2 separate regions of the Ovis aries genome follow, and region 1 is linked to region 2. Evidence: chromatin contacts called from public Hi-C data. All regions are on one chromosome and are shown on one strand. Each heading gives the region's core, a stretch centred on a gene start, on an enhancer-like site or on the middle of the called end of the contact. The rest is flanking DNA. Distances are from core to core; before and after follow the strand shown. Region 1 holds the start of PGM2L1 (phosphoglucomutase 2 like 1). Region 2 overlaps PPME1 (protein phosphatase methylesterase 1).

The links. Hi-C and Micro-C count contacts between places; a contact is called where the count stands out from the background.
Region 1: a contact with region 2 is called in a Hi-C map of liver, with 2.3 times the contacts expected there. The contact joins the promoter of PGM2L1 here to the enhancer-like site in region 2. A contact is called at or near these places in 2 of 16 Hi-C or Micro-C datasets (liver and tail adipose tissue).

What each region holds. Positions count from the first base shown.
Region 1 is chr15:52,466,004-52,472,672 of ARS-UI_Ramb_v3.0, reverse strand. It overlaps PGM2L1 (phosphoglucomutase 2 like 1), which reads left to right and starts at 2,655. Exons shown (of 15, transcript XM_042233221.2): 1 at 2,655-2,744; 2 at 2,840-3,100. The coding sequence starts at 2,969.
Region 2 is chr15:52,334,565-52,341,424 of ARS-UI_Ramb_v3.0, reverse strand. It overlaps PPME1 (protein phosphatase methylesterase 1), which reads right to left. Exons shown (of 14, transcript XM_012096032.5): 12 at 5,743-5,807; 13 at 4,960-5,027; 14 at 2,414-4,828. The coding sequence ends at 4,828. It also overlaps a transcript of P4HA3 not described here. Among named protein-coding and RNA genes, the nearest start is that of TRNAE-UUC, 35 kb to the right of the region's middle. Within about 2 kb of position 1,259, at least 7 of the 54 cell types and tissues checked have an H3K27ac peak or open chromatin away from gene starts, as enhancers often do. A contact at or near this core is called in liver, where this site is marked.

The DNA.
Region 1 (6,669 bases), core at 1,406-3,905, 130 kb before region 2:
GACCTGAGCTCCGCTTGGTGGCAGTGTTTCAAGGAACTGGTAGGATTTAGAGGGGATGGCCATGTGCCTAGACAGAAGCTTTGGGGTTTGTAGCCTCAGTCAAGTTTCCTGGCCATACCTGAATGGTATGCAAGGGGAAAGCTATCAGACTTCAAGACCACTATGACCCTGGACAATATAGATGTTAGCAGAAACCTTGATGATCTAGAGCTGTCTGCTCTTCCTCTTTCCCCAGTATCATTTAAAGCCTGGGCTGGAGATGAGAGGCTCCAATATTGATGAAAATTTAATTTCTTGCTACCTTGACCAAAAGAGAGCTTTGACTATCTTAATTAGATTTTTAAAAACAATAAATAAAAGGTGTATATTAGGACTAATAGAGAGATTCTCTTTCATAACCAGAGAGTTGTCACATTTAGCAAATAAAAATACAGGATATTGGGCAAATTCCAACAGAAATGAAAGCTTCTGAGCTTTCCTGACTAGGAAAACTATTATATTCCCTTTTCTGGACACACTTTTAGATATTGTTCTTGAATTTGATGAGTTCTGGGTCCTCTTGCTTACCCTTCAAATCCTAAGCAACAAGTTGGAGATGCTGGGCAAAGCTTCTGGTAACTAGTTTATGTCTGTCATGACCTTGATGATAAAAATGGGGACTAGTTAATTCTGGTATTGAATTAAAACTTGCATTTCTCCCATCCTTTATACTTGCGCTATACAGTTCCACCTCTTGAAAGTTCTGTTGACTCAGTAGTGTTTCTCAGAATTAAATTAGAGTTGTCTTTATAAAAACCACTGCTTAATCACATTTAATATATATATACAAATCATCACTGGATCTTGTTAAAATGCAGATTCTGATTCAATAGAATTGGGATGGGGCTTGAAATTTTTTATTTCTTATTAAGTTCCCAGAGGACTGGTCCTCCTATCACACTTTGAGTAGCAAGATTATAACCACTTATGTCACAATCAATACAGTTGATTGTGGCAAGCACTTGCTGTTTATCATGAGCTCTTTTCTTGTATACATATGGTCTTCCCAGACAGATTTCATTCTTACTTTCATTTTTTATTTCTTGAAATGAACAATTTTATTATATACTTTCTCTTAGCCTCGGCCCCTAGCATAAAACTTCGCATAGAGTACATGTTTACTTAACGTTCATCACGGACAATAATGGTGATGATAGTGAGTGATGAATTTTTCTCCAGGACTCATGTGTATTTCCCAGGCCTAGTGTGAATAAAATAACCTGCTGATTCTGTAAAGGAAATACTTAACTGACTAGCAAAAACTGTAATTCTCAACTATGGCACACTATTTTTCAGGGATAGGTAATATAATCCTTCTATACCTTGGTATTTGGGATTTTATTATGATAAATGGCATTTTTAAAGGAAAGTAAAACTTTGAATTTATTATATCTTTTATCTGTGAACCTCCAAGTACTTTAAAACCATTTAAGTTACTGCAGCCAAGGTGTAAATACTATTTCACTCTCCTTGCAAAAAAACTGAGGAGAGACAGAGTCACTTGGTCAAAATCGTAGAACTACTGTTGAAGAAGCTACACCAAGAGACTCTGGAGCAGCTGTGTCTGACAGGTAAGCACTTGTCAGAATCTCCCACACCTGTTCTGTGACTTGAAAGGTGAACATTCCGTAGAAGAGAGGAGGCCAAAATAAGGAGAAATTTAAGACTACTTCTTTTCAATCTTTCTTCTTGCTCCATATTCCTATTGCCAATATTTTTTGCACGCTAACGCTTATTCATTTTTGTGTTATGGTTAAATGCTGACACATCCTCCCTCTTTCACAACTTGGTTGTTTTCCCCAGTTATCTTCTCCCTACCTCCTAGTCCACTGTAACAACAGAGGAAAATGAGCTGCTATCTGAGACCTAAAATGAGGTTGGATTGCTCGTTCAACTACTTTTGAATTCCGCCTCTTTGAAAAAGTCAGTTCACTCAGCAGCTTCCTCTTTGTGTGTAAAATGAGAATGGATCACGTCACACGATGGTTTAGACTTCAGAAGGCAATTCATAAACTGTAAAGTACTGAATAGGTATCAGCTGTACCCTTCCTGCACCTGCCCTTGTTTAATCTAATTGAAGCCCAGGGACACAACTGCAGTAGACCTAACGCGGACGGGAGGTTTCTATAGGAAACAGCCTAGAGGTGTAGCTTTTTTCCTTTGAGAAAACGCAGGGCAAGGAGCTGCTGGGAGTTGTAGTCTGCGGTGGTCTTTACACGCCTCGAGGCGGGGGGGATGGGGGGATGAAGAACTACAACTCCCGTGAGGCCATGCGGGGACAGCCCTCGCACTCTCCCGCCAGGCGCGCTCCCCAACACGAAACAGGAGGGGGCCTTCGCGCGCCATGGGATTCACAAAAGCTAACTCTGAGGCGGGCGCGTCGTGGTGGACATGGCGTCTGATGCAGAAAAGGAGACGCGTGGGGATGGGTGGGGATTGTAACAAGAATAAGACACGTGGAAAAAGGCAAAATAAGAAATAAAATGGCCCTGCCCCTATTCCTCACCCCGCAGCATGGTCCTAAATCGCGCCGCTGGGAAGGCGTCGGGAGCGCGCTTCCAGGCTCGCGCCGCGAGTCCCGGGAGCTTAAATCGACTGGGAAGGGGGGCGGGGCCAGAGGCGCGAGGGCGGGGCCTAAAGCTGAGGGCGGCGGTAGCGGCGGCGGCCAAGACCCAGACATCTGGGACTGTTGTTGTTCTCTCGAGGTGGGACCGCCTCAGTCCGTTCGCCCAGAGAGACCAGGAGCTCGTCTAGTGGGAAGGAGGCGGCCGCGTAACCCCTCTCTCCTGTTTCCCCAAAGCTGCGGCAGGACCTGGCACATACGTCCTGCGGTAGGTCTCCGATGCCTTTCAGTGAGGAGGGGTCGTCGAGGTCCCGGTGAGCGCGCGTCAAGCTCCTCTAGCTCGGTGTCTTCGCTGGATCCCCATTCATGCACCCTAGACTGGCTGCCATGACTGAAAACGCAGAGGGAGACCTGAACTCCAACCTGCTCCACGCCCCCTATCACACTGGGGACCCTCAGCTAGACACAGCCATCGGGCAGTGGCTCCGTTGGGATAAGGTGGGTACCTGGTCAGCAGGGCATCCTCCCCCTCCTCCTGCACGCCCTCCCACACCGTGTACGCCCTTGCCCGTCCCCACCCGGTGCTCGGCAGGCTGTGGGGGAGATGGCTCAGGCCATGCGGCGGGAGCTAGCGGAGCTGGGCGTTGCCACCCACCTATGCCTGTGCTGCCTCCCTGGGGCCGTCTGAGCTGGAAAAGGACGCCTGTAGTCGCTTCATTTTGCAGGGCGAGAAATTGCTACCTTCCTTCCTCCTCCCCCCTTCCCGCCCCCCTTCTAGTGTATATCATGTCCCTTTTCTCAAAAAAAAAAAAAATAATAATAATTAATCATCATCATCGTAAGTTATACCCTTAATAGAGATATTTATTTCCTTCCCCCTTTCTTCTCCCTTGACTTCCTTCTCTGCAAATCTGAAAGTGGGTGGTTTTTGTGTTGTTGTGTTTTGTTTTTTTTTTTTTTTTTTCCGCCTTCTGGGACGATATCTAACCACTGTCTGCTTTAGCGCTGGTCTGATGTGTTTCCACCTTACGTCGCTAGGTAGTCGCTGGTCTTTTATCGCTCCCGCTCCCGTGTATTCTCTAATACCACCTTTTGCTCTTGAGAAATATAAGGGTTCTCTTTTTTCCGCTGGCCAGAAGTTATTTTCTGAAAGTGTCCTCTTCCAAAAATCATGTTTTCCAGGTTTCATGCGATGCTCGGGATACAGACTTGTATCCCTTCCTCCTCTGTTCCCCGACCCGTACTCTCTCCAAATTGTTGCGGTGTTTATCTTGTGGAGGCATACGGGATGGATATATGAGAGCTAGAATTAAAATGCAGCCATCTCACTTGTAAAAGAGGCCCTTAGCTCCAACAAAGGAAGATGATCCAAGCTTTTGCTTTGTCGAGTATATTAAATGCATTTGTTGAAGCAGAGACGGCAGCGTATTTTAAATGGAATTAATAATACTGAATTAAAGAATTAATGTGGTCATATGTGAAATCACGTTATTCAACTTCCTAAAGGATTATTAGCCTTCTGAAAAAGTTTTATTTTCACTCTGTTCAGTCATTCATGCGTTCAGCAGAAAATATCCATTGAGTACTGGGTGATGTTTCAGGGCCTGTTGGGTCCAGGGCATGCTAGAGGTGAGGAGGCTAGAAAGGGTTCCTACCCTCAAAAAGCCTTCAGTCAGCAAATAAGGAAGACCAACAAATAAGCAATTACTTCTTTAGTGTTACATGGTCATATGTATCTTGGACATTCTAATTCTTCCTCTGGAGTCTAAACCAGTGCATTTCAAACTCTTGAAGTGCATGCAGATCACCTGGAGATCTTTAAATGCAGATTGTGATTTAGGAAGCCTGGGGTGGGGTGTGAGATTCTGCTTCATAATAAACTCCCAAGTGATACCAGTGCTGCTGGTCTGTGGACCACACTTTGAGTAGCAAGGCTCCAGAATGTTCTGAATGAGCTACTAGAGAGCTAACACCCTCTTTGTAGGATTTGACTGTTTATGCAAAAAATACATATGTACACACACTTTTTTTAGTCAGGTACAAAATCTGTGGTATCCCGCTGATTACAAGGATGTGAAAAATGCGAATAACTTTACATCCATTTTGCCTGTTTTTATTATTGCCTGCTGTGAATATAGTTCCTTGTTGTGGAAGGATAGAAAAGAAGTGAAGATTTACAGATTACTCTTCTGCTTTTGGTTCATTAGGGAGGAGGAAGCCTAGTAGGAAAAAAAAGCTAAGGCTTAGCATACTGTAAATGATATATGCTGTAAACTGACCATATATATCTCTTCAGCAGAGAAATCTAAATTACAAATGAATGTTATCTTTGTAGGTTTAATATAGGTAATTGCTATTGTTTAAAGCCATCTGCTGTCAGTAAAGAAATGTGATTGCACTTGTGTCTTTGTGAAGTGAAAGGAAGATGTATGATATTCAAAGACACTTGTAGAATTCCAACACAGTTTAATTTACTGGTAACTATTATGTGTGTCAAAGCCTTTGGCCCTTCAACAGTAGGAGTTTGTTTCATTGCCACAGGTGAAATCTTTTGTTCTATTTAGGTGCCAATTTTGACTATACTTTTCCTAATGGGTCTTTTGATTTGATTATTTCTAAAAATATTGGCTGAGTGAATTTATATTAATTGTTCATGCTGTACCTAGACATTGTTGGATATACTGAAATGTGACAAGACTATGAAATACATATACACGTAAAAAGATAATTCTGGGATGGTATTGGTGGCAATTTAATGGTTTATAGGCAGTTGGTTTTTATAGGAGTTTAAAAGTAAGTGACCTGTGGACTGGGATAGTCAAGGAAGACAATAAGAAGATGGGATACATATAAAAAGAATGGGGAGAGCCCTCACCGAAAGTGGAAGAGAAATTAATTTATATTTAAAGGGCCTTCTGTATACAAGGTACTGACTGAAAACCTGTGGGAGACACAAAGAGTAATTAGATATGGATCATATTGTCAAAGAACATAGAAGGGAATATAAAACAAAAGCTTACAAATATAATACACGTAGCAAGTAACAAGGAGAAGGAAATGGCAACCCACTCCAGTGTTCTTGCCTGGAGAATCCCAGGGACGGGGGAGCCTGGTGGGCTGCTGTCTATGGGGTTGAACAGAGTTGGACATGACTGAAGCGACTTAGCAGCAGCAGCAGCAAGTAACAAGTGCTTTTAACAGATTTAAATAAGTTTAATAATTATTTAATAAAAATATTTACTTAACCAATCCCTCTCTCAATGGGAAAAATGCTTTTAATTAGTAAGGAAAGATACATCTATTGTAGATTAATAGTATAGGTAAGCTAGACTATGGTGTCCCAGGGCATTGAAACGTGGAGTGCAGAAATGTGAAACAATAGTTTGGATTTACAGCATTTATTGCATTACATGTTGGTGATGACATGTGTGGTCTTCCAGCATAGAGAAAGTGAGGTAATACCTGATTAATACCTTTTTTTTTTTTTAATAGTGAAACAAAGAACCTACCAAATGCCCTGATCCTTGATGACTCTGGTGAGATACATAGTACCAAGTCATAAGTTGATCTAAAAGCAATTTGTTACTTGCCCAGGTCACTAATATTGCTAGTTTTAGTCATGGTGGGTGGTGTTCTTTGACATTTCTTCATAAAACAGGTGTTATCTGTGCTAAACCCTTCAGAATTAGTTAAAATTTAGACTTGTCAACATTGAGAGGAAGAATATTCCAAGTAGAGATAAAAACATTAATGTGTATACTTAGAAAATTTGTTTCTGCAGTAGCTTAGGGTACATAGAAACTGTTTGAAAGGCATGTAGACCAGGTCATAGAAGGGCGTTAGTATGTGGTTAGTGGCCTTGAATAAAGGTTTATGAAAGTGTTAAAACAAAAATAGTGCAAGAAGACAGGGTGTTTATTGGAGATGTCCCAGGTACCCCTTGCTGTTGCTATGGAGTGACATTCTTTTGCTCTGTTTACTATAGTCCAGGATCTGACCCTTGGTTCTTATGCCTTCAGACTAATTTGTTAGTCTGTCTTGTCTCTAGGATGGACTCATGCTGCTCA
Region 2 (6,860 bases), core at 10-2,509:
AACTAAAAACAGAGTTGTCATATGATCCAGCGATTCCACTCCTGAGCATGTATCTGGAGAAGATGAGAACTCTTAATTTGAAAGACACAGGCACCCCAGTGTTCACCACAGCACTATTTACTGTAGCTGAGAAATGGAAGCAACCTAAATGTCCATCAACAGATCAATGGATAAAGATTTGGTGTGTGTGTGTATATATGATATGTGTGTGTGTGTATGTATACACAATGGAATACTACTTAGCCATAAAAAGAATGAAATAATGCCATCTCCAGCAACATGAATGGACCTAGAGATTATATTGAGACAGAAAAAGACAAATATCATATGATAACACTTCTATATGGAATCTAAAAAAATGATACAAATGAATTTATTTAAAAAACAGAGACTCACAGACTTCAAAAACAAATTTATGGTTTCCAAAAGGGAAAGGTTGGGAGAGGGGTAAATTAGGAGTTTGGGATTAATGTGTACACAAAATATATACAAATAAAGTAAACAACAATGACTTATTTCATACCACAGGGAACTATATTCAATATCTTATAATAACCTGTAATGGAAAAGAATCTGAAAAAAGAACACACATATATAACTAAACCACTTTGTTCTACACCTGAAACTAACACATTGTAAATCAACTTAAAAAAATAATATACTTAAATTAAAAAAATGATAATTTATGTGAACTTTAAAAAAAAAGATAAATTGAGAATAATGCCCATACTTCACAAGGATTCAGAAGATTAAGATGTAACTAGGAGAAGGCAATGGCATCCCACTCCAGTACTCTTGCCTGGAAAATCCCATGGACGGAGGAGCCTGGTAGGCTGCAGTCCATGGGGTTGAACAGAGTCGGACAGGACTGAAGTGACTTAGCAGTAGCAGCAGCAGAGTATCTAATATAAAGTTAAGTGAATGTTTCTTACTTTCCATCCATCAAGCCTGGTCATCATCCTCTTGCCAGGTATCTGTACCAAAATGACCTCTGCCCAGGGTCACCTATATTGTCCAGGAGGCAGTGTAAAGAGGAAAAAACCCTAAGTTTAAATTCTGACACGTCTTCTGAGCTATATGAATTTGGACCTAATGCCTGCCTGTCAAATGACATCACCTACCTCATAGGGTTGTCATGAGGATTAAATAGTTGTGTGAAAAGTCAAATAGCTGCTCAACTTTGATAACTATTATGACTTAATCTGGTGAACAAAATTGGCTGTGTCCCTGAAAAACACACATTTGACCATGCTGCCCCCCTGTGGACAGAGTGCAAACAGGCCAGCAAAGAGACCTTGGTAGGCCCCTCCCTCCCCAAGAAGGGCTTGGTGGAAGCGCACAGAACACAGGGACTTTTCTTCTCTGCCAGGGAGCTCATGCTTTACTCAGATATATTTAGTGAACATCCAAACCAGAATTTCTCAGAATAATGTGCTTCTTGGAGTGTAGATCCGTACTGACTCAATAAGGACACAATCTTGAACAAGCTTCCAGATGATACTTAATGCTGCTGACCACAGGCCACTCCGAGTAAAGAAGGTCTTGGGAGTGACATGATAGGAACTATTTATTAGGTGCTTACCCTATGTCAGTTACTGAGAGAGTTAACCCATATTAACTTGTGTAGTCCTCAAGACCCTATGGGGTAAATACTGTTGACCTCTATTTTTCAGATGAGGAAACCAAAGCACAAAGAGAGGAAAGTACTTAGCTATCTGATACATCCAGCAAGGGATGGGCCTTAGGTTCTAATTTAGGCAGCCTAGCTCCAACACCTGCTAAGACTCCAGCAATGTGTAGAGAGTAGCCAGGGGAGGGGCTGCGGCAAGGAGAGGAGGAGACATAGAACACAGAGTGGATGGCAGTTGTGAATGTGAGAGAGGAAGCCATCAAGGACACTTTGGCTGCCTTGTTTAGACCAGTCGAGAGATGGGGGAACCTATCACTACTGAGCTAGGAATATGGGAGAACAAGTTTTAGGGGGAAGGTAGTTCAACTTAGGAATGGTCAATGTGAGTGGCTTTTGGTCATCTGGACAAGTAGACAGACCTAAGTGTCTAGAGTTGAGGAGGTGCTTGAACTTGTAAAGAAACTTTGGGCATTAGCAAATGCGAAACTCTGAGAGCTTGAGGTCATGTGGACAGTGCCCAGACTGTCCTGTTCTAGGCCAAAGTCAACACAGTACATAACTAGAAGAGAGAGGATGGAATCTAGTCTCCCTGGCTGCAGTGGAGGCTGGCTCTGTCCATTCTAATGGGCATTCTGATTCTGGGGAGCAGGCAGAGCATAAGATGTTGATGGGCTGCAGGCAAAAAACAGGTTTTTCTGGAGCTCTATGGTGTCTAAATCCAATGAACTGTCCCCAACCCCTAGATCAACAGAAATAAGGACAACTCCATAGAGAAAGACCAGATAAAGGTTGGGAGGTATTTATTTTCTTTAAACAAGGTCATAAATAACAAAGAAACAAAGAAGGTCCCAGACTTCGGACCCTGAAGCAGGACAGGGATAGGAAGTTGTGGGGTCAAAAGGTGGAGGGGGCTACGCATCACCTAAGACAGTCACAGAGAAGATGGGCTGCAGGAGACTGCCCCTCCCTACCCTTGGAAATGGCGTGCCTGGGCAGCAGGGAGGCTGAAGTGCTGTGATGAGGCAGCTAGAAGAGGGCAAATGTTGAGGATGCTGGACTGTACTGTTTCTATGAAGGGTGACATGGAAACCACAAACAACTAAGATAAGCTGTGGGTCTAGAAAAGGCAAGCGGGCACTCTGCATACCTCCAGGGACCAACTATGAAAATGGTTAAATCTGCTTCTTAAAAACAACTCCACGGGCCTTAGCCTGTGGCTTTGTGCATGGGCTGTAGTGAACCTGGGTTGCTTTATGGCAGGTGAGGGCTCAAGAGGCCCCTGGAGCAGCCTGGCCTCAGCCCAGGGCAGGTGCCCAGAGATGTGGGAGTGGGACGTGGGCCCTCCCCAGATGGGAGGCCATGTGCTTGGACTGGCTGAGCCTGATTTTCAGGCTAGTTTCTTGTGATGCTATCCACCACCCCTCCCTCTACCTAAGGATGAGATCCTGACCTCTCTGTGTCTTCCAAGCCTAGAAGAATAAGATGGGGATAAAAAGGTATTTGACTGGTGTTTTATCTAAAAGGGAAAAATAGAGACCATCTTGCACATGGTCCAGCCCCTGAGGCAAGGCAGGACCATGGCAAGAACAATCTCAAGCAATGGAGGTTCCTGTACCTGGGGAAACATGGGGACCCAGGTACATTACCTAATGCCAGGAACAGGGGTCAAGGGTGGCAGTTCTGATGGAGGCTTCACCCAAGGCAAGGCAGGGAGGACAGGCAAGAGCTATCCCTGAACGGGGAAGGGAGAGGAGCTGGGGAGCCTTAGACTGGGGAGATCAATGTTGATCGAAGGCCCTGGAAAATAATGCTTTGGGCAGGAATACACGAAAGGGTTTGTATATCTGGGGATGCCCGTCTACAGGGAGCCGGTGTCACATGGTCGGGCGGGATGGTGAGCAGACAGCGGCATCACAGTGGCCTCTGGTGCGATGTATTTACAACAGAGCTCAATGTTGAGGGAGGGAAGGAGAGCAGGTCACTAACAGCCAGGAAACACACTGTGAAGAGTGGAAAGAGAATGGAAAACAAATGTGACTCTCACTGGCTTACCCCGCTTACCCTGTCTCATCCAGGAAGCCCTTCCTAATGATCACCAAGGCCTTTGCAGATCTCTGCACCTCTTCTCAGCCCCATCCAGGGCTAGATACAGGGTATGCTCTCAGTGTACGGCTGATCAGACCACAGCTCCAAATGGGCCAGGGCCCCCAGACACTGCTTACTGAGAGAAACTAAGTCTTTTATTGTTGATTCCTGGGATCCATCAATGGTCAGCTGCTTGAGGGGTGGTCTGACATCAGGGAATCACTGTGGCTCACTGTACCAGGCTCCTGGCATTTTCAATGCCCACCTTGCTTTGTCATCCAAACCGCTTAGGCCCTGGCATTTCGAACTACCTTATGTAGAAACTATTTATATTTCTTCAACATTTTTTCTTCAAACTTTCTGAGGGTGGGGAACAAGTTCCCTTGGACCATCATCAGAATCAGAAAAGAGACTTTCCGACTGGCCTGACTCTTCACATGGCCTGCGGAGCTCTGTGAGGATGGGGGCTTCTGCAGCAAAGACTGGGAGTTCCTTGAGGTGGGACCAGGACCATGTGGTTTGGGTCACCATGCCCCTCTTCCTCCTCCTCCTCCACAAAGAAATCTACTGTGTCTCCCAATCCGACATAGAGTTTCCCAAGAAGAGAGGCATCCTTTTTCCTCTAGACCAGTGGTTCCCAAATGGGAATGACTCTGCCTCCCTTAAGACAATAGGTAAAATCTAGGGATGTTTTTGCTTGACACAAGTATGTGTGTTGAGAGGGTGCTACTGGTTCCTAGTATGTAAAGTCCAGGGATGTTGATCATCATGCTACAGTGCACAGAATAGCCCCACCACCACAAAGGATTACCTGCCTCAAACGTTAACAGTGCTGAGGCTGGAAACCCTGCTCCAGATCTCTACATAGCCTCAAGGTCTGCCTCACCTTCCTCGACAGCAGGGCGGGAGAAGGCATATAGAATTTTTCTAAGAGCCTGGAAATGGACAATTCCCATCCCAGCCTCCACAGGAAGGGGCATCTCAAGAAAAAGTACACATCACAAAGGGGGTAGGGGACTAGGCACTGTTTAATGTCAGTTTAGCAACAACTCACTGGACCAGAGCACACGGAAAGAACCAACCACGGCTTTGCAGAAATACACACGCTGGGCTCTGTGTTGAGGAGGAAGAAGAAAGGCATGGTGACCTAACCCAGGCAGGGGTAAGGCAGAGATATTTACAACCTTGCAAATATCTCTTTGTTGGGGTACTGCTGGGCTCTTTAAATCTTTGTACTTCCTTACCACTGGAATCCACCGATAGGCTCTGCAAACCTGTGCCGAATCAGGAAAGTGGCAACAGCTTCAGCTACCTGGAAAAGGGAGAGATATTCCAGGCTATGTTAAGGGTAGCTACGGGGTTCAGCCTTGGAGGTCCTATGGGCTTCTGTTGGAAGTTAAGGCGTTATAGTGTCATGGTCCTGCAGTTCTGGGGAGCCTGAAAGCAAAAGGACCTGGGTCCTGCAGGGATGGCTCCAGAAACGCCAAGAGGAATGATGTGAAGGCTTAGTTATCCCCGTAGAGTTACAAAGCACTTTTTTCCTACAGGAAGAGCACATATTAATTCCTAACTGCGTGTGTTTTAGGGAACAGTGTCTACCACAGTTATTTCTTCTTCCATCTGGCTTTGGGGATAATAGAGAAGTAGAGCTTACAATCTTAACCACAGTGCGTTAGTCGCTCAATCATGTCCAACTCTTTACAACCCCATGGAGGAGGCTCCTCTCTGTCCATGGGATTCTCCAAGCAAGAATACTGGAGTGGGTTGCTATTCCTTTCTCCATTTTAACCACAGGGCCCTGGGTAAAACAGCAGGGCGCCAGTAGCTCCTCAGCCCATACACAGAAGGGCAAGACCAAAAGCAGCTGCCAGGGAGAGGTCCGGGGGGCTGGTGGGACTGCATGTGTGTAGGCCCCACAGCAGCTGCTGCAAGCACCACAGGCTGACTCAGAGGCTTATGCTGTCTTCCATGAGACTCACAGTTACTCTCTCAGTTGCCCTTTTACAGGCATCCAGCACCAGACTCACCTTGTCTGGAGCATCCTCATGGACTGCGTGGCCACACTGGGGCAGGACCTGCATCTGGAACTTCCCTGGGGAAGACATAAACCAAAGCCACCTCAAGGACTAAAATGGCCCTCTCCTTACCATCTTTGCAGCCTCACAGGTCACGTTAGCAGGCCAGGACCTCCCCATCACCCCACCCCAACAGTCTGGACCCAATTAACAAGCCTGTGAGGAAGATGGTAATACCTGACATTGTAACCTTGAGCAAATCATTTCCCTTCACTTCTTCCTTCTTCACCTACTTAATATGCGTTTACTTTGGGCCAGACACATAGAAACAGTTCCTGTTTACACTATAGTCTAGTGGGAGAGCAAAATATAAAACTCAGATTTTAATGCAGCATGTAGTTCCTAGGCTAACACTAAGCACATAGAACTGGAAAAAAACAGGAATTGGGTCTTTGCAATAAAACAGGGATCCAGGAAGGCTTCCTACACAGAAAAAGTAACTTACACAAAGAAACGGAGGATGAAATGGTATTTGCTCCTAAGAAGAAAAACTTTGGCATGGTGCTCATCAGAGTTAACAATGAGGCTGGAGATGTAAGCAGGGGCCTTATCATTAAGGGATTTGTAAATTAAAGATTTTGAGATTTATTATTACAATAATAAGTTACTTAACTATGTTCCAGACAGTACTAAACACTTTTTCACACTGTCCTGTATAACACTGTAAGCTCAAACAAATGTGATCATTTTATTAAGAGTGGACAGAGATGACTGATAGAGAGAGATCTCTAAGGAGACCAAAGAATATGGAACCCATCCCCGGTCATCAAGGCCGTGAGACATCGCTTTGTAAGTTATCAGGGTGTAAATGGGAACCATGAGATTGCCCAGGGAGAGTAAGTAGAAAAGAAAGAAAGTCAAGAACAGAATCTGCTTAAGCCTGAAACCTTGGCTCTGGAGTTGGCACCTTTTTTCATATAACCCGAAGTTGCCAATGCCTAGTGACTTCACCTTCATTAAGCCTTTCATCTGCTCTAAAGCCAAGAGCTTCCATGAAATTGGTTCCACTGCCTCCATAGTCATCTGGCCAACACATCTGAACCTGAGCACATGTCACTTTCCTACTCATT